Regions from separate parts of the Mus musculus genome. Here regions 2, 3 and 4 are each linked to region 1. Evidence: chromatin contacts called from public HiCAR-type, HiChIP or PLAC-seq and promoter capture Hi-C data. All regions are on one chromosome and are shown on one strand. The core of a region is the stretch at or near the end of the contact, and the rest is flanking DNA. Distances in the headings are between cores, read along the strand shown.

Region 1 (3,534 bases), core at 755-3,254:
TAGGAAGCTCCAAATGTCTACTTTCTCTTCCTCTTTTCCTGACTTTCAGTAGTAGAGATGGGGACTCTTGGCTGCTTCATACTGTTCTGGAACCAGATGCCAGTCTGCCTGAAACTAGTACTTTTTTCCTGTCGCTTCCTTTCTGACCACTCAGATTTCTGGCTGTATATCACCAGCTTGTATAACTATTGTAGAAGTATGCATTGTTCCTTTCCTGTCTTCAGCTTTTCACTGTACTTTCTTCCTCTTCCTCCTCCTCTTCTTCCTCTTTCTCTTCTCCTCCTCCTTCTCCTCCTCCTCCTCCTCCTCCTCCTCCAAAGTATCATACCTGAAATTCTCTTTTGTATCTCTGCTCCTCCATCAGAGTGTACACTCTCTGGACCTTGTATCCTCAGTACTCAGAATAGCACCTGCTTACAACCTTGCACTCAGTTAGGGGCAGGACTTTGAACCGCCCTGATGGTGAAGCCCAGAGGATATACATTGTCTGCAGGACACACACAAGCACAGAAGTGAAAACTTTAAGGAAACAACATGCACACGTCCTGGGCTCACATTGGATTTCGTTGAAAAAGAAATGCAGGAGCACAGAGAGACAAGCCTGTTCCAAGAAGAGTAAAAATGCTCAGTGTAGAACATTACCCAGGCAAAGTGGCCCGGATGCCCCCTTCGTTCTGTGACCTCACATGGTCAGTTCTACTTGCACAAACCATATTCACAAGAACATTGTACTAAGGACAATTTTAGGTCTCCATCCACATACTTATTCATCCAACAAGTGTTGGTTGAACTCCTGGCTGCTACCAGGAATTTTGCCAAACAAATCAATTAGCTGCTTCTCTTGATGCCTAAGTTGGAGACTGGAGTTCTTTGTCTCTAGCACAGAGGGAGGGTGACCCCTGGGCAGCTCCTTCCAATCCATTGTCTTCCTCGGTTATTTATGTCTTTATGGTCAGTACCTAGAGAGGTGTGTGTGTGTGTGTGTGTGTGTGTGTGTGTGTGTTGCGCATGCTCTCTTCACAGAAAAGGACTGTGGCAACATCAATACTAAGAGAAAAGTTTTGAAATAAGGGGGAATGCTTACACTTCAAGAAATGTTTTAAATCTATGATTATAATTAAAGCTCTTTTAAAAAGCACCCAAGGTTTTTCGGTCGTTGCTGTTTGGGTTTTTTTTTTTCCCCCTGTGTTTTACTCTTTAAAAACAGGGGAGCCTCGTTTCATCCCTGTGCCGGTCTTAGTGAGAAGGGCTATAAGAAAGAAAGAAAGAAAGAAAGAAAGAAAGAAAGAAAGAAAGAAAGAAAGAAAGAAAGAAAGATCTTCTAACTAGCTCTGGTTGTTCCCAATTTTGCCTGGAGAAAAATGGACAATCCACAGTGTAATCGCCTGCAGCTTTTATCTCCGAAAGATAAAGCTCTAAAGACTTTTACCCTTCGGAGAGGCTTTACTCAACTGAAGGGCTATTTTTAAACCCACGCCGGAATCTTTCTTGAAGCAACAGGACTTAACTGGTCTATTGACTACATATAGATAGTGGTGTGGTTGCTAGATAAGAGGTGCTATGCTCTCAGATATTTGTGGGTGGTATCCCCGTTCTGTTCTTTAACATTTTTAAGAGATTAAACTACAGCGAAAGTGTGAACGCAGTAAGAGGCTCTACCAGCCTTACAATCTCCCGTTTTGTATGCAAATCAGACGGCCAGTCTCAGGACCTCGGCAGCCACTTTCGCGCCACTTCCCAGGACCGCGCAGCTTCATAAAAAGCCAGTGGCACTGAGTTCCCACAACGCCACTGTTTCATAGAACATTCAGCAGTTTCCGAGGACACTCAAGGTTATTACAACCACGAGAACCGCTTCTATTTTTTTCCAGAGCTGGGACGCTTCGGGTACCGCTAAAGAGGTCATCTTAGCTGGCAGGACCTGCGTCCCGGCGCGGGAAAGCCGGTGGCCCCGCCCCTCCGGCGGCGGAGTGCGCGCCCCGCCTCTGTCCCGGAGCTCGGGTTGTTCGGGCTCTGAGTGCTGGTGTGTTCCGACGAACTATCCCCGTTCCGAGTGCCTGGGTACCCGCCGCCAACATGGAGGCTCGCCGCGCGCGGGTGAGGCCCGGCCGGGTGCACCGGGGCGGGGTTGGTGGGTGCTAGACACGGGCGGGTCCGGGCCACTTCCCTCCGACTCCGCGGGTTAGCTCCGCTCACTTGTCCCACGCGCTCCTGATTGTCGCCAGGTTGAGGGAAATCACAGATCGATTTTCTTATAATCTTTGCACCCAGGATAACTCAAGGCCAAGGTGATGCGCCCGCCGGCGCGCACGGAGTTGCCAGCGTTCCCGGAACCTGCGGCACGGGCGCTCATGCTCCACGTGCGCGCGGAGGCCTGGGACTCGCCGCTGGCCATCCTGTCTGGCGGTCGTATCCCAGCCTTCCACCTTCTGGGACCTCACCCTGCACGACCCGCTGGCGGCGAGTGCGTTGTTACCTACGCGTGCACTAGTGGCCCTGGGATCGATCCTCTTTTGCTCTGCGTCCCCTTCTAACCACTCTGGATCTGCGGGTTTAGCGTAGATGGCCTTGTGAGCATTTCTTGAGAACTTGGGTTGTGCACGTGGGGGGAGGTATTGTTTTAGTCCTAGGCTGTGGTCAGATGCAATTTTGGGGCCCAGCGATGCAAGTCGTGTGCCGCGACCGTTTAGTAACCTTCCCTGCGTCCCCCAACTCCCCACCCGTCCCACCCTTTTCTTCCCGGCTTGCAGCTGCGAGCTGGAACGTAACTCTTTTTGCTCCAACGGAAGCCAGAACTTATGTCCTGCCCTGGAGTGGGTTGAAGAGTGGGGGGATGGGCGGAAAGGAAGACAGTGACGTGCTTCAAATAAATATCGGGTTCGGGGGCCCTTGTGGCGAGGTCTGAGTGGGTAGACGGAGTCGTGGTCTCATAGCGGATCTCCGCGCGTGGGGAAATGGGCTTGGAGTTTGGCTTGCCTTGGTGCATATTTGGACACCTGACTGGAGGAATCGACTTCACCTCTCCGCACTTCAGTTTTCTTACTTATTTAAGTGATGGTAACGTCGCTGCAAAGAATTAAGCGAACATCAGTACCAAATCTGCCGTCAAAGAACACTCACCGTAAACAGAATTAAGAGTTACATCTGCCAAAAAAGTTCACCCCAGGCACGACCTTTGGCTCTCCTTTTTTGTGTGTCTTTTCCATCGAAGACATACTTGCCTGGTGAATGACTGACCGTTGGCCTGTCCTGGCTTGTTAAAGATTAGCCTCTTTTCCTGATGGCTTTTGATTGACTGCCTCCCCTGAGGCTGACATGGAGTTAAATTGATTAGTAGAGTGTAGAGAATTAAAGTCATTTAAGGAGCTGTGTGCCGTTTTGGGGATTTCTTAGTTCTTTGCATTTTGTTGCACCTTATTGCCTTGGACTTCCTCTACCAGAAACCTGGGCAGACTTTTGAATCCCTTTTAACTCCTAACTCTCCACCCACCGCCTCGAACTACTGTTGTAAATACAATATTTGGTAGCTCTCTC
Region 2 (3,534 bases), core at 674-3,173, 460 kb after region 1:
AGGAGAGGAATTTAAACTTGCAGACTGCTTTGCTATTAGCTCTCAGAGTTGCTGGGAAAGCTTCAAGAACAAAGACCACAGTGGATGGGAAACCAAAAGGCCAGGTTGGAGCCATCGTAAGACTTCCTGCAGGCAGCAGGCAAAATTCTTCACATCTAGGTGGTCAGGAGATGCAATGCCAAGAGTTGAGGCTCAAGCCCACCACCATCCAGTACATCCTACGCCACTGTCCAGTACATCACATCCTATGCCACTGGCCTCCTCCATGCCAGCCAATGCAGTTAACTCCGCCTCTCAGCCTCTGCCCACCCATACACCTTCCACATCCTAAACTTTCACTCTGGAAAACACAAATGTCCCAGAAACCCTTCAGAAAAGGAACCACCATACAGTGCCCAGGCAGCACAGCTTGGTTCAGGTGGCATTTACACCTACTGACCTTTGTACACGGCATCTGCACGATCTTCAAAGGTAGATCCCCTTTTCCTCTTCTCCAACTGACTGAAACGTAGGTTTGTGACACACTGTAGCTCCAGAGCTCCTATTTTCCCTTTCAGGGCTGACTCAATGATTCCCAAGGAGAGATTTAGATTTTGGCCAGTAACAAACCTCCAAAGCAATTTTTTTTTTTTGGTATTGTTTCTTCCTGAATTTGGCCTATCAAGTAACCCTCAAGTTCAACACCAGAAAGGAACAAGGAAGGCCCTCTGTTAGTTCTGTGAATGTCATAAAAGTTTACTAGGTGTCCATATGAACTGTGCCAAGCAAGCTGCCTCAGGGCTACACTTAGGCTCTCCCTGCTTGGGGGTAGACATTCCAGATGCCACATCTGTGGACACTTAGCAGAGTTATGCTCCAACTCTTAAAGGATCATGTTCAAGGAGAGAGGGAAACAAAACTAGCCTTTTCCTAACTTGAAATAAAGGGACTGTACTGTTATAATGAAACAAGCACATGAAACTAGAGAAACCACAGAGAATTTTGTTAAAATCAGAAGGGTAATTGTAGTCCTATCATTAGGACTAACCAGAGCGCTTAGAATAGAAATCATGAAATAACCATCATTTTACCCTAAGTGCTAAGCATAGAACATGTGCTCAAATGGCAGAAGGGAAGAATGTCACTGCGCCTACAAATTCTATGTAGGGGACGAGGATAAGAATTCCCTAACTACTCACCTGAGGCAAGCCCACCCATTCCAGTGTAATCCACTTTTGCTTGTGTGTAGGTGCACCACATGGGGCAGTGCACAGAGAAACTGCAAATGCAGGTGGCTGTGAGCCACTGTGGATACTGGGAATCAAACCAAGGTCCTTTGTGAGAACAGCCAGTTCTCTTAACAGCTCTTTACCCCCAAGACAAATAAATTATTAATACAAGTTAATACATAAAACAAAATAAAAATTATGAAAGATTACCCAGCTTTAAGGCTGGAGATGTGGCCTAATGGCAAAGTACTTGCGTAGTATACTCAAGGCCCCAAGTTTGATTGTAAGTGTCGCAAAAGATGAAACTTTTGTTTTGAAACAGGAAGGATCTCACTGTTCAGCCCCTGGCTGACCTTGCACTCAGATCTGCCTGCCTATGCCTCCTGGGTGCTGAGGTTAAAGCCATGTCACAACCAGCCTGAAATGTTTTAAAATACATATATTGTGGGGATTTTAGACTAAAAAATGTCTTTAAAACTTACAAATGTTATAAGGAAATTATATGATGGATGGTAACTTAATTTCATTTTGATTTTTAAATTATTTGTTATGGAAGCTTTTCTCCGATATTAAAATTCACCGATCAGCTCCTAACCTTTAAGACTCTTTTTGTCGTCTCTCCTCTCTTCCCACACCCTCAACCACCAGTCTTTTTAGCAAGTCTCTAACTACTCAGGCAGTAGGCAACACATGGTTGCCTGTGATGCCCTCCACCTCCTGTAGTGTCTGAGTCTCCTTGGCTGTTCTTCCAATCCCACCATCTGAGCCGATGCTCCTTTCCCAAGGTTCAGTCTCAGCTTAAAAGTAGTTTGAGAATTCTGGACTTGAATTATTTTTTCTGGGAAGAGGCCCATGATCACCGAGAGGAGAAATCATGAATTTTTCTCACAGCAAATGCAACGAAGGCATATGTAAGCATTTGGTTATGTGTACACACGGGCAAGGCAAGAGACCAACAAGCTTCCTAACGTGAGCGCTGATGAGGAGGCGCACTAAAACCAAATCTGTTCCCAGAGCATCAACCAACTGGTTTCCTGGGGTCACATAAGGCTTACCACCCATTCATAGCAGTGTTTTAAGCACATTAGTCAGTAAGTTTACATTGAAAACACTTCTTACCAACCTCATAAAATTTAACTTTAGGATATTGTGTCAACTTTTAAAACCCAAATTTCAAAATTCTAATTCAAATATTAAATATACTATAATGAAACAAAAACTTGGGAAACTGAAGTTCTAGTCTAAAGTACAATTAGAATCTTAAAGGGAATGCCTACTGTCCTTACTTTTTCCCAAAAATATTTTTTGGACTTTACGTTACTTTTGCTTTAAAAAAAAAGTCTGTTTTGGGGTTTTTGGGAGCCTTGCAAAAATATACAATCTTTACAAGCAAATATTAAGTTTACCAGGATGTTAAAGAGATAATCTAGAGGTTATGAATGTTGGCTATCCTTCTGGAGGTCCTGGCTGGGTTCAATTCTCAGCACCCTCATAACCAGCCCTCTGTAATGAGATGTTCCCTCTTCTGGTATGTATAAAAAAGGCAGGGCAGTCATATACCTAAGTAAATTTTATATGTAAAATGTTTTTTAGATGTTGGCAAGGTAGATACAGAAAAGCAATTAAAAGCACTGAAAGGCAGCAGTTAGCAGCAGTTTTTCCAGAGGACCCAGGTTTGATTCCCAGTACCTACACTTTGGCCCACAACTGTAAACTCCAGTCTCAGGGGATCCAAAACCCTCCTTCTGGCCTCCTTGGGATGGGGCATGCATGTGGCACACATACAAACATGCAGCTAAGATACCCACACACATAAAACAAAATACAACTAATTTCCAGGACCTGACGCTAGAGTGCTTTTCACATAAGCCCTGAGTTTGACTCCCTAGAACCTATGTGTAAGAGACCAACACTATATTGCCCTCTGACATCTACTATAGCCACAGCCACTGTAGCCACAGCTTTTCATGTCCTGAAAAGCTTTCTAGCGCAAACCAGCATGGTGGAACTGATGTGTAATCCCAGTACTTGGGAGGCAGAGGCAGGAATAGTTCATCTATGACAACTTCAAGGGCAGCCTGGGCTAAATAAAGCTGTCTGAAAAATGAGTTCTGAGATTTCCTGATGGAAAACACTGGTTAACTTTTTAAAAAAAACTTATTAGTGCACATATACATGATTAGGTGTTTAATGTGCATGCAATGATTGTCACTGCATGCATGTAAAAGTTAGGAAACAACATTATGGGGTTGCACTGTGTAGCAAGCATCCTTACATACTGAGTCACCTTGCTGGTCCCAAGAATTATGCTCTATAAAATATGTGA
Region 3 (3,534 bases), core at 341-2,840, 440 kb before region 1:
TTTGCTATCTTACAGAACTTTGACCAGCCAACAAGGGGGTGTGCCTACAGGCAGCATCCATGTCTAATGGTGTCCGACATGACATGTTCATGTAGGTTTCTGCTTGGCAACAGGCATCTTGTTTAGGAGTAGTCTCTCCAGTTCCCCAGTGACACTTTGTCTGCATCTCCAGGGACATCTTACCCTCAAAACAATACACACAAATAATAGCAATAGTGATGATGATGGTGGTGGTGATTATGATGATGATAGTAAACCTTAAAGTAGGCATATATACCTACTATATTAGACAACAGCACTCAACTCTCTCTCTCTCTCTCTCTCTCTGTGTGTGTGTGTGTGTGTGTGTGTGTGTGTGTGTGTGTACACAAGGCCTTGCTTTTCCCTGCAGATTTTATAGGTGAGGAGAATTTATGGTATAACAAATATTTAAATCCTAGAAACATGTATGCTTTTTTAGCAATTCTGGAAACACCTAAACTAAGGGAAATCTCCAATCATATCAATTCCTAAAGACTGACTGACTTTCATGTTTCAAAATAGAGAATGGTGCTTTATGATGTCACTAAAGCCTGTAACACTCACTGTTATCTTTATTTGATACAAACCCAGCAGCTGGGTTGGGTATGGCTATGCACAGTTAGATACGCTATGAACTGAGGCTAGTGGGTCCTACTCGCTGTATATAAAGCACTTAGTACAAAGCTTTGAATGAGCAGGGTCCCGGTGTTTTCTGCTAACTAATAAAAAGTTGATTGCCTAGACTGGAGAGCTGTTGGCTCCCATACCTGCAATGCTAGCAATGGTCACAAGAGGGCAGTGTTAGAACATGAAAACCAGGAACTGCAGCCCAGTATTTTGAAACTGCAGGAGTTTAAATTTTGTTCAGCCATTTCACTGGAGCAGAGATTCTGGGCTGCACTTGGCCTTGGTCTCCACTTCATTCCACCCCCTCATCTGTCATTGTGCCATTATCTGGCAATTTTTACTCTGGTTTTGAAAAAAAGACCTCTTGCTGTTTTTCTCTCTAAGGTCAAATAGAAAACCTTTAGTCATCCCTGCCTTTGCTTTTACAACACAGATGCCTTTGTTCATTGCAGTTTTGATTATTAAATTTGAAGTACAGCTCTCTCTCCCTTTCTCCCCACCCTCCTTCCCTCCCTCTCTCCCTCTTTCGCTCCCCCCCCTCTGTGTGTTTCCTTCCCTCCCTCCCTCCCTCTCCCCCGCTTCCTCTCCCTGATTCTTTCACTTGGCCACACACTCTGTTCGCTTTCCTTTCAGTGACATCACCATTTTTGGGAGACACTACTTGAACACATTTCTGAACAGTTTTACGAAGCCCAGAAAACGTAAAAGGTGGCAAGCTGGTTGCAGATGGTGTCACTGCTGACTCCCGCCGGAGCTCTGGCTGGGGCTGAGCTATTCATTAGGAATGGATATTTAGTTGACTTGGCATTCTGCACAACTCACCCTACATGTAGTTTTGTTGTTGAGTATTCTTTGTCCGGGTGACACAGTGCTGGCCAGTTCAGCTCTGCACTGGTTAGAAATGCCCGTGCCAGGCCGTGCTCTGCAAGCCAGCCCCAGCGAGCTTGCCTGATGTCCATCGGCTGCCCGACAAGCCGATTCCAGGGACACGCTCTGAAAGGAACCGGCCTTGCCGTTGCCGCTTGCCAGAAAACACATTTGACTTAGAAGTATCTTGCCTTCCTGCTTGGCAGTAAATCCTTTTGACACACGTGCAGTTGGATGCCTTGACAGACTCTGAAATTGGGTTCCATTTGATTTGATTACTTAAAAACGCTTAGAGAACTCAATAAATTCCAGGAGCAAATTCAAGCTCAGGAAGCAAAATGCAAGAGCTTTGAAACCTAGTGGCAAGTATAGGCTGGAAATGAACCCTGTAAAAACATCAGCTTTTAAAGAACTTATGCTTCTGAGTCTACCTATACACGTAAAGATAACCTAACACAAATAAGATTGTTAACTCTTGACTCAATGACACAGAAATGAATAAATTCTGAATAGCTAACAGGTCTGATAACTCTTCAGAATCACAGGATAATTTTTCATTTTCCATGAGTTCATCACAGACACAGCTCATGTCCCCAGATCATCTGCGCAGGCCAGGTTTCAGTGGACCATGATCGTACATTGTGACATGTAACCCTGGCCTTCTTACCACCGTGACCACTTCACAGTGTCCGTATGAACACATGTGAGACAGCTCTGGCGAGAATGTCTGCTTTAAGATGTGAGAACGCCACAATGCAGATGCACAAAGCAGATAAATTAAGAGGTGATTAGTCGCAGTACAAAAGGATTCTTTGATTTACAGCAGGATTGTCAGGAGGGTTTCTTTGAATACAAGCTCCCCCAGAGAGCTCAAGTGTTTTGCAGATCATTCAAACCACTTGACATCCAGACTGGGGGACAGAGAAACTTGGAATTTAAGTGTTGAAAGCCATCATTAGATGAAGCTTAATACAACACGACTATAGAGGTTCTCTGTTGTTTAAATAAAGGCAAAAATATAATTTGCTTTTTAGAAGTGTAGAAAACCTATACATGCGTGGCGATGTGACTGAGTTAGGAATTATATTGTATTATTTTTTATCTATTTAATTCTGGCAAGCTGACTCAGCCAGTAAAGGTGACTGCCACCAAGCCTGGTGACTTCAGTTCAAGTCCTGAAGCCCACACGCTAGAAAAAGAGAACCAACTCTTATAATTTCTCACAATGACCTCGTCGGGCATGCTATGGTATATGTATCACGGTAGCTTTCCCCCCCAATACAGAAATGTTTAAGATGTGTTCTGCTATTAATCTTTTTTAAACATTTATTTATTTATTTAATGTATACAAGTGATCTATCTGCATGTACACCTGCATGCCAGAAGAGATCATGAGGTCCCTTTATAGATGGTCATGAACCACCATGTGCTTGCTGGGAACTGAACTCAGGAACTCAGCCAGTGCTCTTAACTGTTGAGCCATCTCTCCAGCTGCTGATCTTGTTAAAGGCATTGTGACCATTTCACAGAGGTCTGAGAGGAGCCAAAGCCATGGAGGCAGTGTAATCTAGATCTGCCAAGGTTCAGGCCCCTTCCACATCAGCTCTGCCTGACTCTTGTCTCTGTGTGGACCTCCTTTGCCTCTTGTTTGGTGCCTGTCACCACAGGCTGGTTGGCATCCTTTGGTTTGGTCCCAGCATCTAAGATGGCTGTAGTTTTGTGTGGCAAAGACTCAGGCAGGTTTAGAAACTGGTACATGCAGACTGAGGTATACATGTGGACAGGGACTGTGTGGAATAATTGTATGCCAACTTGACACGGGCTGCAGTCGCCTGATAGGAGAGAACTCTGGAGTAAAAGCCTCATAAGATGGGGCTGTAGACAGCCTGTAGGGCATTTTCTTAATTAGTGATTCATGTCCGGAGGACCCAGCCAGTTCTGAGCGGGATCACTCCTGGGCTGGTGGTCCTGGGTTTTATAAGAAAGCAGGCTGAACAAGCCATTAGGAGCAAGTCAGTG
Region 4 (3,534 bases), core at 500-2,999, 270 kb before region 1:
CTCAAAATCAACTTGCTCTTGTTGATTGGAGGGTTGGAGGGCACCCCGAATAGATCCCTCAAAATAATGACTAACGCAGCCCCCTAAAATAATTCGTAATTGATATTGAGTAATTTGCATCCAGGTTTCTGCTTCTGATCTAATTCCTGTCCGTGATGCCCCCCGGGTTTGTTTGCTCACTGGTACTTGGGCCTTTTGGTTTCCTTTGCTTTATTATTATTAGAGGATTTCCAAAGCGCGTAGCAGTGCGGAGGTGGAAAGGAGGAGCGTTCCAGAAATCAGCATGAAAATCCAGTGTGACACTGACATTTCTGTGTCCACTGTCCTGTCCTCCCTCGCTCCCCTCCCTGCCCTGTGCTGCCTCAGGTTCATCTCCCTGACTTGTCTCAGTCGCAGCTATGGGAGCTGCTTTCTCAGCTGCATCTTTAGTTCTAGGTAGGGGGAGGGCGGAGAACATTTCTAGTAACTGCATCTACTGACTGTTTTTCTACAGCCTTCTTGTGTGCTTAGGCGAGGTACGTGGTCTTCCTCACTACAGGGAAGTTACTAGTCACAAGTAGTCCGTATGTTTGCCCAGGATCTTGTTTTTCAAAAAATATCTACATCGGTAATTTGTTTCTCCTAATGCATTACTCGCTTTTGTAAGAAACTAATGGTCTTTTTTTTTTTTTTTTTTTTTTTTTTTTCTTCTTGTCCAGGTATACTGTGATGTCAGGAACACCTGAAAAGATTTTAGAGCATTTTCTAGAAACAATACGCCTTGAGCCATCGTTGAATGAAGCAACAGGTAAGAAGGGATCTGTAGCTCCACTGAATCCACGGGTAGAGATGTGAGAGAGAAATCCGCTTTGACTCCCAGTCTACACTGCCAAGGCAACCCTAGAGGGTGCCGTAAGCATCCAGTTTTAAAGAGCATCCCCAGATGTGTGTGTGTGCAGAGAGCGGTCTTTCCCTCACTGCAATGGAGCTTCATTCAAGCACATGGGCCTTTCCTAGATATCTGCTTTCATGACTTTCAGTTCTCCCGGCACACACAAAAGTATCCGTTAGGCCACCATCTAAAACCAGTCTCTCCCCGTAGCACATTTGAAGCTGCCCACATCAAGAATAAATGGTGCTCTCTCTCTCTGTGGTTGTGGAGTTTCATTCCACAGTGAACTGAATGCCACCTGGATTGGCTTACTGCCAGCTGCTCTAACAGAACAAATGCTCAGACAGTGGCACCTGATTGTCCTACAGTTCTGGAGGAACTGGTGGTAATAATAGGTTGATCTTGGAGGGCTGATAGACAGCCTGCCCCATGCCTCGCTCCTGTCTCCTGGTATCTATTGGCATTCTTTGGAATTCCTTCCGTGTGTCACTCCAATGTCATGTTGGCAAAGCCTTCACCTTGTGAGTCTTCACATGCTCTTCCCTCTGTGCATAGATGTCTCTGTGACCAGGGTCCCATTTATAAAGAACAACAGTCATTGTTAGAGCCCACACTAGTAAGTCACCTCAACTTGTGTCTTAAAGATCCTATTTCTGTATAATGCCACACTTGAAAGTACTGGGGGTTAGTCCTACAACATATCTTTTGTGAATAAAGTTCAACACACAAGCTTTCTTGCAGTGAACAAGCCTTGCTGTTAAGACACAAAATTGAGGATTAAAAAAACAAATCTCATAAGTAGGCTGTGTCTAGAGTCACCTCCTTTGTATATCGTGGGCGCACTGGAAGGAACAGCCCACAGGCAGCTTTTTCTTAGTGCTTTCTTGTGATTCTGGGGCTGGGAGCCAGGGCCTTGGGTATACTAGGCAAGTGTTATATCACGGAGTTTGATTGCCAGTTCAGGCATCCAATTTAAAAGAAAAATCCTATGCTTATCTCTCTGAATAACACTATGGGTTAATGTTTTAAGCACAGTGACTGCCACAGGGGAACATTTCTCACTGTATGAAATTCACAGATTTTTCTGAGAAACTTAGTGGTAGGTCAAAATCCATTTAACAACTGATTTTGGCAGTCTACCCAGGATGAAGATACCATTGTTACATAATTCTTATAAGTATGTTGCCACTGACTTCTTAATCTCCTCCCAGTGTCTTATGCTCTGAATTGATTATCTGAGGTTTTGCAGACCAGCAAAGGATCTGGGAATAGCTGACAGAGAGCCAAGCTCCTGGGCTTGGAGTCTCTTCTTCTCAGAGCAGGCTTTGTTAATCAGTCCAGGAAGGTGCTAAGATGGATGCCTTGTGTAAGGTGATGTAAACAGACCACCCTTTCTCCCTGCGGAAACTTAGAACATGCCAGAAGACACACGAGGGAAGGTAGAAATGAACTGAATTTAAGGCAGTATGTGCTCAGTGCTTCAGGGGCACCGACCAAGAAGACGCAGGACAATGCCATGAACAGTTCAGTCTTCAAAGTGGCCCTGAAGGAAAGCTGGGGGCCAGTAACTAGAGCTGGGACAAAGCCTTCCATGTCAAGAGACACAATTCGTAGTAGCAAGGACAGAAGGGATTAGCAGTCTGGACTCTGCATCATGTGCATACATGGACCAGGAAGCTAAGGACAAAGGTTTTGGAGTACAGATTTCCCAGGGTCTTAAATCCAAAAGCAAGTACCGTGGAACAGCTGGAAATGTCTGGGCAAAGAGGAGAGAAGCTTTGCTACACGCAACAACTAGGGAATTTTTAAAAAGGGAGGGGGGAGGCAGATCTTCTGTACTTAGGTAAGAGGATTGCTTCTGATAGGCATTTGTAACCTTCAAAACACATGCACACACACACACACACACACACACACACACACACACACACACACACAGACACTCATATACTCACACATTCACACATGTCATAGCTTGAGATAAAAGGTTTGCATTGTAATTCATAAGGTCCCAGCCCAGAAGAAAACATGCTGTGTGGCTAAAGTGACTGGTTCCATCCATACAAGGCTGTCTTCCTATATGTTTTATTTTTATTCATTGTCTTAAGAAATTGAATTTCGATCTCATGCTCTGTCCTTATCATTAATTTGAGACGAAGACACCTACGCACACAGGAACACACTTAAATGAATAGATCCTCTCGCTGCCCTAGAGACTATCACAAGAATGTAATTTCTTCTCTTTTTTTCCCTTCCAGATTCGGTTTTAAATGACTTTGTTATGATGCACTGTGTTTTTATGCCAAATACCCAGCTTTGCCCTGCCCTTGTGGCCCAATATCCTTTTGTCAAGGTAAGCTCTTGGAAACACCCCACATGAGCGTGGCCATCATGACAGTCCATCTCCCGACGGTAAGTCATGGCTCAGGCAGTATTATAGCTTTTGGTCTTATCAGACTCTGAAGCGCCAGCATTTACCCTGGTGTAGACAGACATCTGCTTTTTCTTGCCTATGGGTTTTGCCCACTGTATGAAGTACAAGCCAATTTACCTCAGCATCTTAGTCCATTTTCCAATTGCTGTAGCAGAATCCCCAACACTGGGTTGTTTATAAAAGAAAAAAAAGAAGTTGACTCAGTTCATGGTTCTGAAGGATGGAAGTC

Evidence for each region. Promoter capture Hi-C pulls out the DNA fragments that hold promoters and counts their contacts. HiCAR-type assays count read pairs that join an accessible place to other places. HiChIP or PLAC-seq counts read pairs in DNA pulled down with a chosen protein or histone mark.
Region 2: a contact with region 1 is called in a promoter capture Hi-C map of cranial neural crest. The contact joins the enhancer-like site here to the promoter of Cdca7 in region 1. A contact is called at or near these places in 9 of 39 promoter capture datasets (the 3T3-L1 cell line, cranial neural crest, embryonic stem cells and 5 more), 7 of 115 datasets of contacts at active chromatin or transcription factors (the NIH/3T3 cell line, bone marrow-derived macrophages, differentiating embryonic stem cells and 3 more) and 1 of 9 other capture datasets (adipose tissue).
Region 3: a HiCAR-type map of astrocytes shows a contact between it and region 1, with 2.3 times the contacts expected there. The contact joins the enhancer-like site here to the promoter of Cdca7 in region 1. A contact is called at or near these places in 6 of 39 promoter capture datasets (the 3T3-L1 cell line, embryonic stem cells, hippocampal neurons and 2 more), 7 of 115 datasets of contacts at active chromatin or transcription factors (the NIH/3T3 cell line, T-cell acute lymphoblastic leukemia, astrocytes and 4 more) and 3 of 9 other capture datasets (adipose tissue, macrophages and pancreatic islet).
Region 4: an H3K4me3 HiChIP or PLAC-seq map of the SCID.adh cell line shows a contact between it and region 1, with 10 read pairs. The contact joins the enhancer-like site here to the promoter of Cdca7 in region 1. A contact is called at or near these places in 5 of 39 promoter capture datasets (the 3T3-L1 cell line, cranial neural crest, embryonic stem cells and 2 more), 9 of 115 datasets of contacts at active chromatin or transcription factors (the SCID.adh cell line, T-cell acute lymphoblastic leukemia, bone marrow-derived macrophages and 4 more) and 3 of 9 other capture datasets (adipose tissue, embryonic stem cells and liver).

What each region holds. Positions count from the first base shown.
Region 1 is chr2:72,474,215-72,477,748 of GRCm38.p6, forward strand. It overlaps Cdca7 (cell division cycle associated 7), which reads left to right and starts at 2,005. Exons shown (of 9, transcript NM_025866.3): 1 at 2,005-2,097. The coding sequence starts at 2,077.
Region 2 is chr2:72,931,593-72,935,126 of GRCm38.p6, forward strand. No RefSeq gene overlaps it. Among named protein-coding and RNA genes, the nearest start is that of Sp3os, 46 kb to the right of the region's middle. Within about 2 kb of position 1,924, at least 20 of the 459 cell types and tissues checked have an H3K27ac peak or open chromatin away from gene starts, as enhancers often do.
Region 3 is chr2:72,037,546-72,041,079 of GRCm38.p6, forward strand. The region is part of intron 3 of Rapgef4 (Rap guanine nucleotide exchange factor (GEF) 4); the gene reads left to right. Among named protein-coding and RNA genes, the nearest start is that of Gm29940, 16 kb to the right of the region's middle. Within about 2 kb of position 1,591, at least 83 of the 459 cell types and tissues checked have an H3K27ac peak or open chromatin away from gene starts, as enhancers often do. A contact at or near this core is called in adipose tissue, astrocytes and hippocampal neurons, where this site is marked.
Region 4 is chr2:72,204,957-72,208,490 of GRCm38.p6, forward strand. It overlaps Rapgef4 (Rap guanine nucleotide exchange factor (GEF) 4), which reads left to right. Exons shown (of 31, transcript NM_001204165.1): 16 at 699-787; 17 at 3,130-3,208. Among named protein-coding and RNA genes, the nearest start is that of Map3k20, 79 kb to the right of the region's middle. Within about 2 kb of position 1,750, at least 13 of the 459 cell types and tissues checked have an H3K27ac peak or open chromatin away from gene starts, as enhancers often do. A contact at or near this core is called in the SCID.adh cell line and T-cell acute lymphoblastic leukemia, where this site is marked.